2 separate regions of the Mus musculus genome follow, and region 1 is linked to region 2. A link is a contact called in public Hi-C data. All regions are on one chromosome and are shown on one strand. Each heading gives the region's core, a stretch centred on a gene start, on an enhancer-like site or on the middle of the called end of the contact. The rest is flanking DNA. Distances are from core to core; before and after follow the strand shown. Region 1 has its middle 14 kb from the start of 4930583P06Rik. Region 2 holds the start of 4930517E11Rik (RIKEN cDNA 4930517E11 gene).

Region 1 (7,351 bases), core at 4,279-6,778, 110 kb before region 2:
ACATGATGATTTTCCGATGACATTTACCTAATCCTGGAAAAAGTGTACCAAAGGGGCTCGAAGGGTCCCTGTGGATTTGTGCTGTGTAAGCTATAACATCAGCAAACATTTCCTACAGAAGCAGAGAGCTGAATAAAATAGGGAGCTCTTAGGTCATGTGTATTTTGAGGCTAAATAAATATGGAGATAACTTCTGCTTTGCATTTATTTCCTCAGGCCCAGTTCTTCCTCTGTACATTTTGATGCTCTCCACACTGGAGGATCTGGGGAGTCTTAGGAATTGTCCCAGGCTTGATTTTGAGCAAGGAGTATGGTTACCAGAGACAAGCATGAACGCAATTGATACCAGGGGCTGAGTGCCAACTGAGCAATGGTTTTATGGTCAAAAACCACTGAAGCTTAAGTGGGGTCCAAGTAAGGGGGAGAGTGCTTAGAGATGAAAGAAACAAACAAAGGCAGGGGTGCCACAGGCAGAGTCACTACACCAGAGGTTGTCAGAGCCAGAGTGGGAATTGGGACACCGTGGGCTTGGCTGTGACTTTTTAACACTTAATAAGCTGTGCCCTTGGGCACACTGCTGAACCCTCAGTAAACTTTTAGTTCCCTGTTTATAAATGAAGGAAAGCACAGCTACTAATGAATCCACAGTGCGGCTGTCACCATTGGGGAGAGTTTGGGAGGCACCCACACAACATCTGGCAATCAGGTACTTGATAAACGTTATCTGTGCTCATTGTTGAATACAAAATAGAGTCAGAAATCATCAAAGCAAGCTTGGTGCAAGGTCCTCCAAACATTGCTTTCTATGTATTCCAGATATCCAAGGATTTTCATAAGTGACATGGTGATGTGCTCATTGCAAAAGCAATGAAACATGGGAACCAGCAATTTGTTCTTTAGAATACAGTAGGGAGAGCAGCAGGACCTCAGTGGTATTAGTGAAGGGCACCTCAGCCTCCTGCACAGGTCTCATGTCCTTTCTGCTATCCTGGAGATTGTTGTTTTTAATGTCACTGTAGAAGAGTGTTACTAATAAGGTATATGAGTCTATACAAGGTATAAGGGGATAGTATTTTAGTAGTGGTGAGTGTGTCTACACATTCATGAGTGATGGCTAGGAGGTACATTGGCTTGATTCATACTCTTAATTGGTCTACTATATAACAGTTTATTAAGACATAGGTGGGAGTTAAGCATGTTTCACTACCTCACAGAAAGCAGGACTTCAAGGACATAGTTGTAATCGAAAGAGGATTGGGTAGACTGAAAAGTGTCTCCAAAATTTTATCCCTGATGCTCACAACTCTTTGTAATGAAACAGTTGGGTCTAGGCGTTTCATGACCTATTACACTAGAGGAGAAGTAAGTGAAAGCCCACATTGATTCAAGGAACTCTGGACCCTCATGATATATGATTTGGTTTTGTGTGCACCGGACTTATTGAACAAATCCTTCAGTGTCTAGCTTTGTCTTAGAGCAAGCCATGACAAAGCCTAGTCCTTTACAAAGCAGCCACAAGTCGCATCACACCTTCAACTGCCCACATTCACTGCCCCAACTCTTTCCTTTACATCAAATGGATACAGTTCTATCACCCTATACTAATGACTGTACTGCACCAAGCTTCACCCATATTTCCTGTCTCACTTGCCATTGTCATTTTCTCATTGATATTCTGCATGAAAACACTTTCAAGTACTGGGCAGATCACCCCTGCCAAAAATAGCAGACCCATACTGAGCAGGATCCTGTCCCAACATGACTTCTCACTGCATAATCAAGGACATTTCTACAACAGGCCTGTGTCTTAACTTCATCTGTAAATCAGGGAAAGAGCATCACTCATGGAGCTGAGTCAATACATCCTGCTTACCATTGTGTCTGCTGTAGAAAGTGCTCAGTTTGTTTGAGATGTTTTTATAGTTACTTTGTAGCAAACACCTGAGTTGAAAGAGATGACTGCTTGAAGCTTTTATGTAAGCAAGTGAGAATCAGTGAACCTCAGTACTAGAATACCTTCTTCATAGATAAAAATTTCCTTTATTCTTGTGGCAATGCCATGTACATTAGTAGGGGGTAGTAATTCAATGGAAATCCAATATGCTGGTTGTCATGCATACAGTAAAATGCACCCAGGATGATTGCAGTGACCAGTAAATTAAAACAAACAAACAAACAAACAAACAAACAAACTGTATTTCCTATAATCAGTGTCTTAAAGATGGGCAGAAAAGGAGAATTACTACTTCAGAGTTCAATTGGGAGGATTGGAATCCTGAATAGCAGACTAGGATCCAATGTTCACACTAAGCTTAGTAAAGAATTATCAGCAAAAATGCAGAGATGTGGGACAATTTTCTAAGTTGTTTTAAGACAAAAATCACAAAATGAAACAAACAAAAACCCTATTATTTCTTTTCTCCCTGGTAATCTCAACGCATTGTAAAGGTGTTGGTGTAATTCAAAGAGTTGTGACTTTAAGTGTTTGCCCTCAATGTATAATATGGAGAAATACAAAGCTCATAGACAGGCCAGTGGGACACTCCCTTGGTATCAGGTCCACATTAAGAGGAGCACTCCAGGGTTTCCTTGGGTGTCTGTTCATTTTCTATTCTCTGTAAAGAATCACGGAGTGCCTTCATCTCTGACATCGCGGCTGTCTTTGTCCATTATTGTTGTTAATCACCTAGATTCTTTCATTCCATAGTGTTTATGACAGTTGTCCTCCAAGTCACTCACTGATTAAAGTCACAGTATGTTTTCTAGCTAACTGCTCTCAGGTTAAATGGGATGTTTACTGGGACCCTCAAGGTCAAAAGAGGCATCTATAAGTATCTCTCTTTTGATCTCTCCCTAGGTTAATACAAAAAAATATTAAATGCAGAGATATGTGAGAGGGTAAAACACTTTCAATTAACTAGGTGAATCTGCTCTTCACCTCTTGCTGTTGCTGGCTTTTCTGGCCTATGTTAAACTATAGATAATACCAAATAAATGCCCAGGAGTGAAAAATAGTGAGGCAAGGGTGCAATAAAGGGGACCGGGCAAGTCTACCATTGCCATTTGCGCTTTTCAAGAGTGAGGCTTACAGGGGGCTTTTGTGGATGGAAGAGTCAGCAGATGACAGAGATGCCTGCCTCTTTTTGTCGCTGTGTACCAGGATCACTGCACAAGGGCTGCACAAGGGCAGATGCTTGGGGCTTGAAGTGGGGAGCTTGACACAGTGCTACTGACATCTTGTCCTAGAGTTGAGTCCTGCTGTGGCTTTGGGGTTATAAACACTAGTATCTAAGCAAAAAGATAAAATGCAGAGTGAATCTTTGGAAATAGACCAGAAAGGCTGTTAAAATGCTCATCTTTCTACTGTTTATAATGAACCTAAAACATTATGTTCAAGTCACATACCAAATGCAGTCTGGGGCATAAAAGGAAGGACTGCTCTATGGGGGCCTTGGAGTCTTGAAGTGCCCTCTTCTTGTCAGACTTTTGACAGTGAGCCAAGGCTCACCATTAGTAAGGCAAAAGGCCTGCTGCAACATTATTTAATTAGAACATTAAAGAGATGCACATGCCAGCTTAAACCCAGGAATTGCAGTATTATTTAATGAAGATGCAGATAGCCTCCATTTCCTTCTTCCAGTCTCTCTCTGATTCCACAAGTTAGAGAAAGGGATAGCGAACTGTCACAATGACAAAAACATTCTTCCTTTCCAGCAATTCTCTCATTTTGTTATAGTTTAGAAAAAATTAAGTCATGATAAAATGGTAACCAGTAATCAGTCCATATGCCACAAAGTTGAGTATTCCAGGAAATAGAATGCTTTAAAAGTGATTGATGGGAGAAGGCAGATGCTCTCAGGATCTGCCTGGTTTGCTTTGTTTTTGTTTTTTGTTTTGTTTGTTTGTTTTTTGAGTTGCTGATGCCAAAGTGATCCCTAGAAATGTGGGGTGTGCTAGATTCAGGACTCTAGGCATTTTAATATGAATAAAGTATTTTAAGTATCATCGTGACATGGTGTTGACCTTCGACCTAAAACTTCTTTATCAGTTTTGATCCCTTTATCTCAATTCAATCGAAACTTTGATGCTATAAAGACTTCAGGTCCTAAGTGACCCAGATCATGTTCTATCATCTTCTAAAGAATTCTGAAAAAGGTTGGTGGATTCTCTTTCTAATCCTCCATTTAATATTACTCGGGTGTTGACAAAGAAATGCTATTAAATATAGGAATAAATATTTGACTCAGTCAAGTGTCTGGATGCTGATTTATGAACACATTGCTGTCAGAGTAAGAGGGAGAGAGGGAGAGAGGGAGAGAGGGGGAGAGGGAGAGAGGGAGAGAGGCAGAGAGGCAGAGAGGCAGAGAGGCAGAGAGGCAGAGAGGCAGAGAGGCAGAGAGGCAGAGAGGCAGAGAGGCAGAGAGGCAGAGAGGCAGAGAGGCAGAGAGGCAGAGAGGCAGAGAGGCAGAGAGACAGAGAGGCAGAGAGGGAGAGGCAGAGACACAGAAAGACACATTGCTTTTAAGTCAGCATGAAGGTCCAGGCCTTGCCCACATGCAGGAATCTGAAGGCACAGTTACAAGACAAAGAGATAAAGATTATTCACACTTTACCAAGCAGAACTTTAAACCCCAGGAAGAGGAGAGTGTGCATATGCTAAGCAAGGGAAGAAACAACCAACCTGCCTGCAAAGAAAGTGAAACTGCTTCCCTGTTTTAGCCTTGCCTGCAAGGCTGTCATCCGGAAGGCTTGATGACCAGCAGGTCATCTATTTTCCTCAGGTCCATTCCCAGTGAAGGCTCTGACTGTGGGGTACCCTCTTAGGGCCTTTCAGGCCCTACCTTGCCTGCTGAAGGGCAAATGATGGGAGGTTGCTTTTAATTCTCTCCCAGCCTCTTCTTTTGTTATCTCGCTGCCTGCCATCTCTCAGATGCTTGTGCTTGATGGATTCTGTGGAGATAAAGATAAGGGTAATTTCTTGCCTACGATGCTTTTCTTTTGATCTTTTGTGGTTTTATTTTTGCACTTTGGAGTGCGGTCCTCCTACTGTGCAGACAGATGTGCCTGGATCCTATTGAGATGCAGCCTGGAGCACACAGACCTCAGACACACTGTTCTGAGATGGCTGCGATCTTTTGTACCCTAGATGCAGGAAAAAGAGCAAATGAGGGTAGTGGTGACTTGGGGAGGGGGTGGATACAGGAAATAGGTGTGAGGCTTAAGGCATAGAAAGCACTGGATTGGGAGACTGGTGGAGTCGAGTCCTGGTGAGGAGAGATGACTGCCTGCCTGCCCTGTTTGGAACATTTCAGAGAACTGGCATACATCTTGTGTTGGTGGCAGGGAAAACAAATCCAGCTTCCATTAAAAAATCTCACATTTGCAGGGCACCGTGATAAAGAACGGAGACAGCATTGCTCCATTTGTGGCATCCTAAGGGTCGAGCCTGAGCAGCCCCAGGAGCAAGCACGTCAACCCTTCCTTCTCTGCTCTCAGCCATCCCCCCAGTGTTGCATGAGTCAAGCAGTTCTGCACGCTGTGCTCATTTTGAAACTGTGACCATACAATAGAGTGAGGCTGACATTATTCGCAGAACTGGCCAAAGCTGGTTCCGGAGTTGAAGTTTCAACCCCATGAAAACAGTTTTATGCCTAGTGACCAAGATTCCTTGGGAAATGTCTGGTTTAGACCAAGTGTAATCAAAGGCAATGTAGAGCAAGACAATAGGCACAGTCTTAAGGCATGACCTTCAAGGAGCTTACCCAGCTGGATCTGGCCCAGACCCAAAAGCACATGTCTTAGTGTTGTCAGATTCCTTTCCGTGGCGGGTGTGCTCTTCACTTCTGTCTGTGTGATAGCTTTTCAACTTCCTTGTTGTAAATGTTCTGCTACTACTATGGATGCCAGGCTTTGTTTGATTTCTGAGATGTGAGGACGTGGCCTCATTGTGGGCTTCATACCAGTGCTCAAAAGATACCATAGCTCGTTTCATGCCCTGTGGTTTAACATCATGAACTGGAGATCACTCTCTTTGTAATTTAAAAAATATAAAAAGCATCCTACATGTAATTATTTACCTAGTCCTCAATGTGGGTAATATGGAAGGTAAGCTCACATTCAGAGATCCCCTGTCCTGGTTAGCTGTAACTCTCAACAGTCTAGAGTCATCTTATAAGACAGCCTCAGTTGAAGACTTACCTAGAAGAAACTGGCCTATGGACATGTTTATGGGAGATTTTCATGACTGCTAACTGATCCTGGAAGATACAGCTCACTACGGGCAGCACCATCTCTAGGTAGGTGGTCCTCCTCTATATAAGAAATATAGCCATGATCCAGCTAGAGCGCATCATCCTTAATGGTTCCTACTGTACTTAAGGCTATAGAGTGATTTCTTCGGTCAAATGTAATGATGTACAGGCATGCCTTTAAGATCCTGCCTAGATTTCCCTCAACAATAAACTGTGATCTACAACTATTAGACTAAACCGTTGCCTCACTTATGATTATTTCGGTCAAGAAATTTTGAAACAGCAACAGAATGAAACTAGAACATTCCCCCAACAACACCTCCCCCTCAAAGGCTACATTTTGCTAGGCTTCTAGGATTGTAATGAGTACTCAGCTGTAGAAGATTGGGTTCATACAGTGGTATGCCAGTCTGCTTTTTGTTGCTGTTATAAAACACTGGCAAAACCAACTTGGGGAGAAAAGAGTTTGCTTTAGCTTGGTGGTTAGAGTCTATTTGAAAAGCAAATACAGGAACCCAAAGCACCAGCTTGAAACATAAAGAACACTCCTTATGGGCTTTATGGTCTTGCTTTCTACACCTGGTCCAGCCTGCTTTGTTATACAGGACCACCTGCAAAAGAGTAACAGCACCTCAGGAGACGGGGGCCTCCCACATCAAATATTCACCAAGCACAAGCCAGTCTGATGGAGGCAATTGCTCAACCGAGGCGCTCTCTTACAGGTTACTCTAGTTTTTGTCAAGTTGTTGAAACTAAACAGTTCAATTTGTTCAGAGTCTAGATTCTGAAATCAAATCACATGGCCTCAAAGTTAAAAATCCAGCACTCCCTAGTTCTGTAACTTTGGATCAGTTACTTCTGCCTCACATTTTTCTGTAAAACAGAATATTAATTTGAATCTCCTAAAGTTTTTATGAGGATAAAACTACGTTACCACACATAAAGTTCAGGGGCCATTTTGGTGCATTTTCTGCTTGGAGTATTAAATTAATCTTGATGGATATATAAAATATTTTATAATATTAAAGGAGTACTATACAATGTATAATCATGTGTATATATTACATATCAATTTAAGCACATCTACCACTTCAAACATG
Region 2 (6,769 bases), core at 3,768-6,267:
TAGAATTTATACATCCCAATGATAAAAACAGGAACACTCTGACTTTAAAATGTGGGAAGAATTTGAAGCCGTTTCTCCAAGCAAGGTACAAAGAAAAGAAAATAAGCACAACCAAGTGTGCTTAAAGTCCTTGATCATTAGAGAAATGGAACTCTGACACACGGTAAGATGTAGAACATCATGCGCTCTAGGTTGTATTTAATAAGACAGATAAAACCCACAAAATACCCAGTGTTCGAGATACCGTGGAAAGCCAGAACTTCTCTTTGTTGATGAGAGTATAACCTGGTGGAACTTCTGAGGAAAACCACTTGATTGTTCCTCAAAATGTTCAGTATGATCTACCAGCTCCATTCCTAGGTGTTTAACCAAGAGACATGTCCACACAAATTTCACCATAATGCCACCACAACACTACTTGTTCTTAGAGCTAAGTGACAGAAGTTTCATATGTAGAGGTTAGCAGATGGCTCACTGGGTAAAACAGCTTACTGTGTAAGCAGTAAGACCTGAGTTTGGGTCCCCAGAACCCATATAAAAGCCAAATACCTAGTGTGGACTCCTGTATTTCTAGTGCTCCAATGAGGAGATGGGAACTGAAGACAGAATGTTCTCTAGAAACTTGTGAGCCCTATGATCTGGTGTTCATCCTGGAAAAACCACAAAGAGTCCCTGGGTCAAATAAGGTGGAAGTTTGTATTCTGACTTCACTGTGCATGCTGTGGCACACATGTGCTGCATACACACACACACACACACACACACACAAACACACCTCTCCATTCACTAACTGATAGTGGATGAAAATCTCTAATGTCCTGATTCATATTGCATGGGTGTATGGATGAATTTTTAAAATACCATGTTATACCAAAGGCCGCAGGCAGTGGATTCCATTTAGGTAGGATCTTCAGAAATGGTGAATACAAAGAGACAGTGAACACAGGACTGGTTTCTACAGTTTTCCTCTAGGTTGATGGGAGGAAGAAATTGGGAGTAGTCACCAACAAGTATGGGGTGGGTTTTTATTTTTATGCTCATACAAATATTTCAGTGCCTATATCTACACATTATTGTAAATATAGTAAAAAACACTTAAGAGTTTTATGCTTTAAATTTAGTGATGTTTCTTCTTAGAAGGTTTTGTCCACTATCAATGCCAAAGATAGATTCTTGTTCATCTCTAACTTACAGTTTAGATTCTTAGGAACAACAAAAGCAGAGTAGGTATTGAAAGTATTTCTTGTTGCAATTGACATCTCCTGAAGGGATAAACTGCTAGGACACAGTTCCATATAATGAAAAATAAAAGCATTGTACTATGAAGAAAGCAAAAGTAATTACAGATATATACAATCTTAGCAAATGGCCAATTCTGGAATATATATGAGCCAAATTTCATTTCCTCAAGAATCTATGTGTATTTAAAAGTATCCCTGCTGGCAGGAGTAGGAGTCAATGTGATGGGCTGCTGATGGTGATGTGTACACGGAAGGCCTGCGTTGGCACTGAGGCCAGAGCCTTGGAAACACACAGAGGCAGGGAAGACTCTGTGTTCTGATAAAGTGAGGCCCTGTTTAAAGTTGGGGAGCTGGGAAGTGAATTTGAAAATCAGGTCAACAGTGGCTAGCTAAGGGTTTTGAGGGGTTTCAGTATTAATCAGGAGATATTAGTCAAGATCATTCTGAGACATGACAGATGAGGATGGGGGAATTACCATCTCAGAAGATATCAAAACCTCCAGTGGATACAGATGAGGAAAATAAAGGATGAGAGTGAGGGAGTGAGGGGTGAGTAGTGAATAATTAAACCTCCTCCTTTGCACATACATACTGGGTTAATGTGAAGAACTAAGTTTGTAGCTTCACAGGAAGAAGACTACGGGAGAGGAGAAACTCAAAGACAAACAGAGAGACCAGAACGCCTGCTAAAATCTGACTGCCGGTGTAGATTTATTTGCAACTACATTTAAGCATTATGCTAATTACTCATGCATCAATCATCTGTATTTTATATAGAGAAGCTCAGGGAGCTATTGTCTTTCCTGATGGTTATTGAGTCAGCATCAGTGCCAGCTGGAGTGCTGATTAAAACCTAGATTGCTGGCCCCACCCGGGGTTTCTCAGTGGCAGAACTGGATGGGTCTAAGAATGTGCTTGAACGACAAGTTCCCAGGGATGGCTGACAGTTGCTCAGTTAGGGACCAAGGGCACCTTGAGAACCAATGACTTAACAAGGCAGGGTTTCAAGGAAGAAATCCCCTTGATCTTAATGCCTGTGGAAGGATGGAAGGAAGTAGAGGGTTCAGAGCATGTGCCACTGCTGTTAGGTGCTGGGCACAGAGTGGAAGAGGGTGAAACAGGCAAGCTATTGCACGCACACAGCAGACTCCAAGTGGACATCTGTATGCTTTTATACCAATTAGCAATGCCATTTGAATTTCCAGACTAATGGTTCCTAAATGTAGCCATGGCAATACAGGGTTAGTAAAAACTATGTGTATTAATCTTATTAATAGACAAAATGAAAAATACATAAGCAAGATAAGTGAACAGAAAGCATCCTGGAGCTCTGTGATCCAAGGGTTACCAGATAAAACGTCAGTTGATTGCTCAATACAATTCTTTTCTCTCCAGAGCTGAGGACTGAACCAGGGACCCACCCTTGCCTAGCAAGCACTATATATATCACAGAGCTAAATTCCCAGCCCTGCTCAAAACAATTCTTAAGGAAGAATAGCTTTAAGAAAGGCCTGAAATCAAAATGTATCTGAGAGTTTCTAGAATTTCTTACCAAATAAAAACATAATGTACAGTTAAATTTAGTTTCTTATGATAAACAATGCTTCATTTTTAATATAAGACAGTTTTGTGTATATTTGGGACTGTCACTAAGACACTAACAATTTTTCAATGAGTATTTAAAATTTAAAAATGTAACTGGGAAAGTGATGTTTTATTTGGCAAACCTAATCCAGATATTCATTCAATGAGGGCTTAATAGGCTGACAGTTTTATAAGGGACACAAACAAACAAACTTACCACATCCCACACGTATCAATGAGTAATGGAATAGAAACTGCTGAAGTTTGAAGGATACAGTGAACTGGAGATCAATGTGGCTGTTCAACAGAAAAAGGCTCTGACACTAAGCAGATAGGGATTCAGCTGGTCCTGCCAGCTCATGCTGAGGTCAAGCAGAAATGAAGCTGTATGAGGTGCCAGCAGGGAAACGGGTGGGTGCAGCATGCTATTGCACTAAGACCAGATGCTACAAGTGGTATAGCACAGGCTTGAAGCACATGTACTGACCCTCATCAATATTTAACATGGATCCATGACCATGAAATTCAGCCCCTTTTCACCCAATGTCTCAAGGACTACAAAGAAAGACCTTAGATGACATCATACCAGTAGAAGATTAGATACTGAGCCCTTGGGACAGGACACTACTTCTGATGCTTGCAGTATTTTCAATTAGGAAAATAAATAGATCATTGGTACTAAATCCAAGAAAAAAATACCAAGAAGGTTTTGCTCATCATAGAGAAAGAAAACAGCTGTAGTAGGAGGAAATCAGCTTTCTCTGTGGAGTGGAGCCACGGCATCTCACACACCCAGGGCCATAGCAGAAAGCCTTGTCCTACTGTAGTCAGTCAACCTTGGTGCTACTCTTTTGGAAATGTTCTCCAGTGACACAGTGCTGAGGCTTTGGTTTCCCAGCTGTAAAGCAACAGTTTGGGATTACACGATCTCTCAGGGCCCTTCCTGTTTAATTGAATAAATCATTCATTAAACACTTACTGTGAGCCTGCCATATGCAAGGGAATTTTTCTAAGAGCTATGATGGATTCAAAGAGCTGTTTAGTCATCATTGGGTCAAATAGTGAAGCACGTGGTTTGTCCCTTCTGTTGAAGGGCCCATCTGGGCACCCTAGAGGAATGGCTGCTGGCCAGGAAACTCAAGCAAGTAGGACTTGCCAAATCTCCTTCCTCCCTTTCATCTTGGTTTTACCCCTTCCCTAAATTTCCTCAGGAGAACACCACCTGTCTGCACCCCACTCCCTGTGGTCCCTACTCTCAGCTTTTCAGTGTGAGAATCACTTCACCTGATAATCTCATACGTGCCAGAGCCCTCAAAAAGGAAGTGCTGGACTGCACGTAAGAAGCCAGCAAGTTAATGGTGTCCTTCAATCTTTGATTTCTTTTTACATAGTACTTACTCCAACCAGGAGCTGATCCAGACTAAATCAAGAAAAGAGAAATAAGATCATCATTTGTCAAAGCTTGTTGGTGTTAAACTAAGGGCCATTATCTCATTAAACCTTCACAAACAGCCATGACAACTGTTTATTATCCTCAGAGATGAACCTGGACAGGAAACAGCCAGTGAAGCTGCCACCAGTCACAAGCACCGGGGAAGGAGTAATTGCCTGTCCTACAGGCACGGTCTCATTGAGCTAGACATCACTAATTAGGTTAGACTGGCTGGCCACTGAGCCCCAGAGATCCTCTTGCCTGTTCGTCTTATTTCCTTGGTGGTAAGAGTGCAAACCTGCACCAGTGCACTGAACTTTTACATAATCCTTGCGATTGAACTAAGGTCCTCGGGCTGGCAAGGCAAACACTGCCAAGTTAGCCATCTACCCAGACCCACAGTGATTTGTATCACAGAAACATCTATTCACCTTGTCACATGTCTTTCGTGCTGTAGCAAAAAGACTGCAATACACTGAGCAACCACTAGGTTAATCTGGGAGTCTCCCAGGCAGATGAACACCCTTGTAATCCTGCATCTTATATATAGATATTTTTCCTTTATACACAAATGGCTGGCTACATATCTGTAGCAGAGCCACCATTGCTTAGATCAGTGCATGTGACTCTGAAAGTGTCTCCATAAGACACCACTTTCTTCACAGCTGTAAGAGGCTGTCCATCACCATAAGATTCCTGCCCATTCAATAAGATTCTATTGGAGGGTAGAGCTTCCAGGGGCCTAAGTTCTATCTCCATGGTGTGTCCACATGCAAGAATGCAGGTAACAAAATATATGAAACTTTAGAATGAATTTGTTTGCTGGTCATGGTGGTAGATGCCTGTTAACTCCTGCACTCTGGAGGCTGAGAGAGGAGAATAACGAGTCAGAGGGAACAGAGAAATGCAAGACTGGACTACATAGCAAGGCATGGGTTTAAATGGTCTAAAAAAAGACCAAATGCAAACAAAGAGTAGATTTTTGAATAGTCTTTTCTTATTATATGTAGGTAGATGGTGGCTATTGCTCTACTAATGTATTGTGCCTGATCTGTTATTATTCTTTTCAGCCTTAGCCCTACACAAATTGAAATGTTCAACGTTGACATTTTAGCTCCATTCACGGGCACTTTCCTATCAAACACTGCTTTCAGTTTTCAAGAACAGAACTTGGTGCCTCGTGCTACCCACATTTATTTTAGTATCATGCACTACCACAGGGTTCTATAGAATTCTATTCGATACCTCACTGTATCAATTAGCTACTGCTGAATAACAAATTGCCTTAAAAAGTAATGGCTGAAAATAACCATCCATTTATGCAACTCATGATTGTGTAGATCCAAAATACTCTCATCTCGGCTGTACTTCTTGATGGATTTGTGGTTGGCTTGAGGTCTTCTGTACATCAGCTTTAGTGATCTTGGTTGTGTTTCCATTTGTCTAGGACCTTGCCTAGGACAAATGATCTGGCTTGGCACTGATCCACAGAGTGTCTCATTTTCCAATGGGTCAGCATGGGCTTGTTCATCACTGTAAGGCAATGCTCCACTACAGCACACAGAACCAGGCAAGGTGTCATGTCCCTTGCTTTGAACTTGCATAGTCTCAAACACAGTCTTAGACTGTGGTTTTCTGACAGGGTTTCAGTTAACCCAGCCTTACCTCAAACTTGCTATGTAGCCACAGATAACCTTGTACTCCTGATCTTCCTTCCTCTGCTTTCTAAATGCTGGAATTGTTGCCTGGAGAGATGGCTTAGGGCTTAAGAGAACTTGCTGCTCTTTCAGAGGTCTGGAGTTTGGTTTCTGAAACCCACCCTGGTCTGCTCACAGCCACCTGTAACTCCTAATCTAGGTAATCTAGTGCCCTCTGGATTTAAGGGCATCTATAACTCCCCCACAAACACACACTCAATCTGATTTTAAAAAAATGTCAGAATCCTGGGGTTACAGATGGGCATTGACACATCCAGCTCCCAGTACATTCAAGAAATAGGCCTTGATATTCCTTTCCAAAAACCACATTCCTAATTAGAATCTGGGATCCATTCTAAAAGCAATCACAATCACCCAATTTCATTCTGTTTTTTTTTTCCTCTTTATAGTTTATTTTGTGCATGCGTGTATGTACAGGCATATGTATATCTCACAACTGTGGACATTTTGTTCTCTCCTTCTACTATGAGGGTCAGAGGGATTGAACTCAGCTCAACAGGGTTGAGAACCAGGACTTATTGAGAGCCATGGTGTTGATCCCCACCCACCCCAAACTTCCTTCTCTATTGGTGTCTTCTATCTATAACCAAAATAATTAATCTGCTAATATACTGGCAAATATTGGTATAATGAATTAAGAACCTGGAATAGAAGGCCTCTCATGGGTCCCCTGGAGACTAACCCTGGCTCCAGAGGTGACCCCATGCTGATCTGTGTTCCTTGGAAAATAACCCTGGCTCCAGAGGTGACCCCCATGCAGATCTTGGCTAACAAGAGACACTGGAGGAAATTAA

The links. A called contact is a pair of places that touch in the nucleus more often than the background predicts.
Region 1: a Hi-C map of cerebral cortex shows a contact between it and region 2, with 2.2 times the contacts expected there. The contact joins the enhancer-like site here to the promoter of 4930517E11Rik in region 2. A contact is called at or near these places in 1 of 39 promoter capture datasets (the 3T3-L1 cell line), 4 of 484 Hi-C or Micro-C datasets (the N1E-115 cell line, cerebral cortex and nephron progenitors), 1 of 115 datasets of contacts at active chromatin or transcription factors (pancreatic cancer cells) and 3 of 9 other capture datasets (adipose tissue, liver and pancreatic islet).

Annotation. Positions count from the first base shown.
Region 1 is chr2:124,233,183-124,240,533 of GRCm38.p6, reverse strand. It overlaps a transcript of Sema6d not described here. Among named protein-coding and RNA genes, the nearest start is that of 4930583P06Rik, 14 kb to the right of the region's middle. Within about 2 kb of position 5,528, at least 36 of the 459 cell types and tissues checked have an H3K27ac peak or open chromatin away from gene starts, as enhancers often do. A contact at or near this core is called in the N1E-115 cell line and cerebral cortex, where this site is marked.
Region 2 is chr2:124,128,204-124,134,972 of GRCm38.p6, reverse strand. 4930517E11Rik (RIKEN cDNA 4930517E11 gene) reads left to right here and starts at 5,017. Exons shown (of 3, transcript NR_040611.1): 1 at 5,017-5,041. It also overlaps a transcript of Sema6d not described here.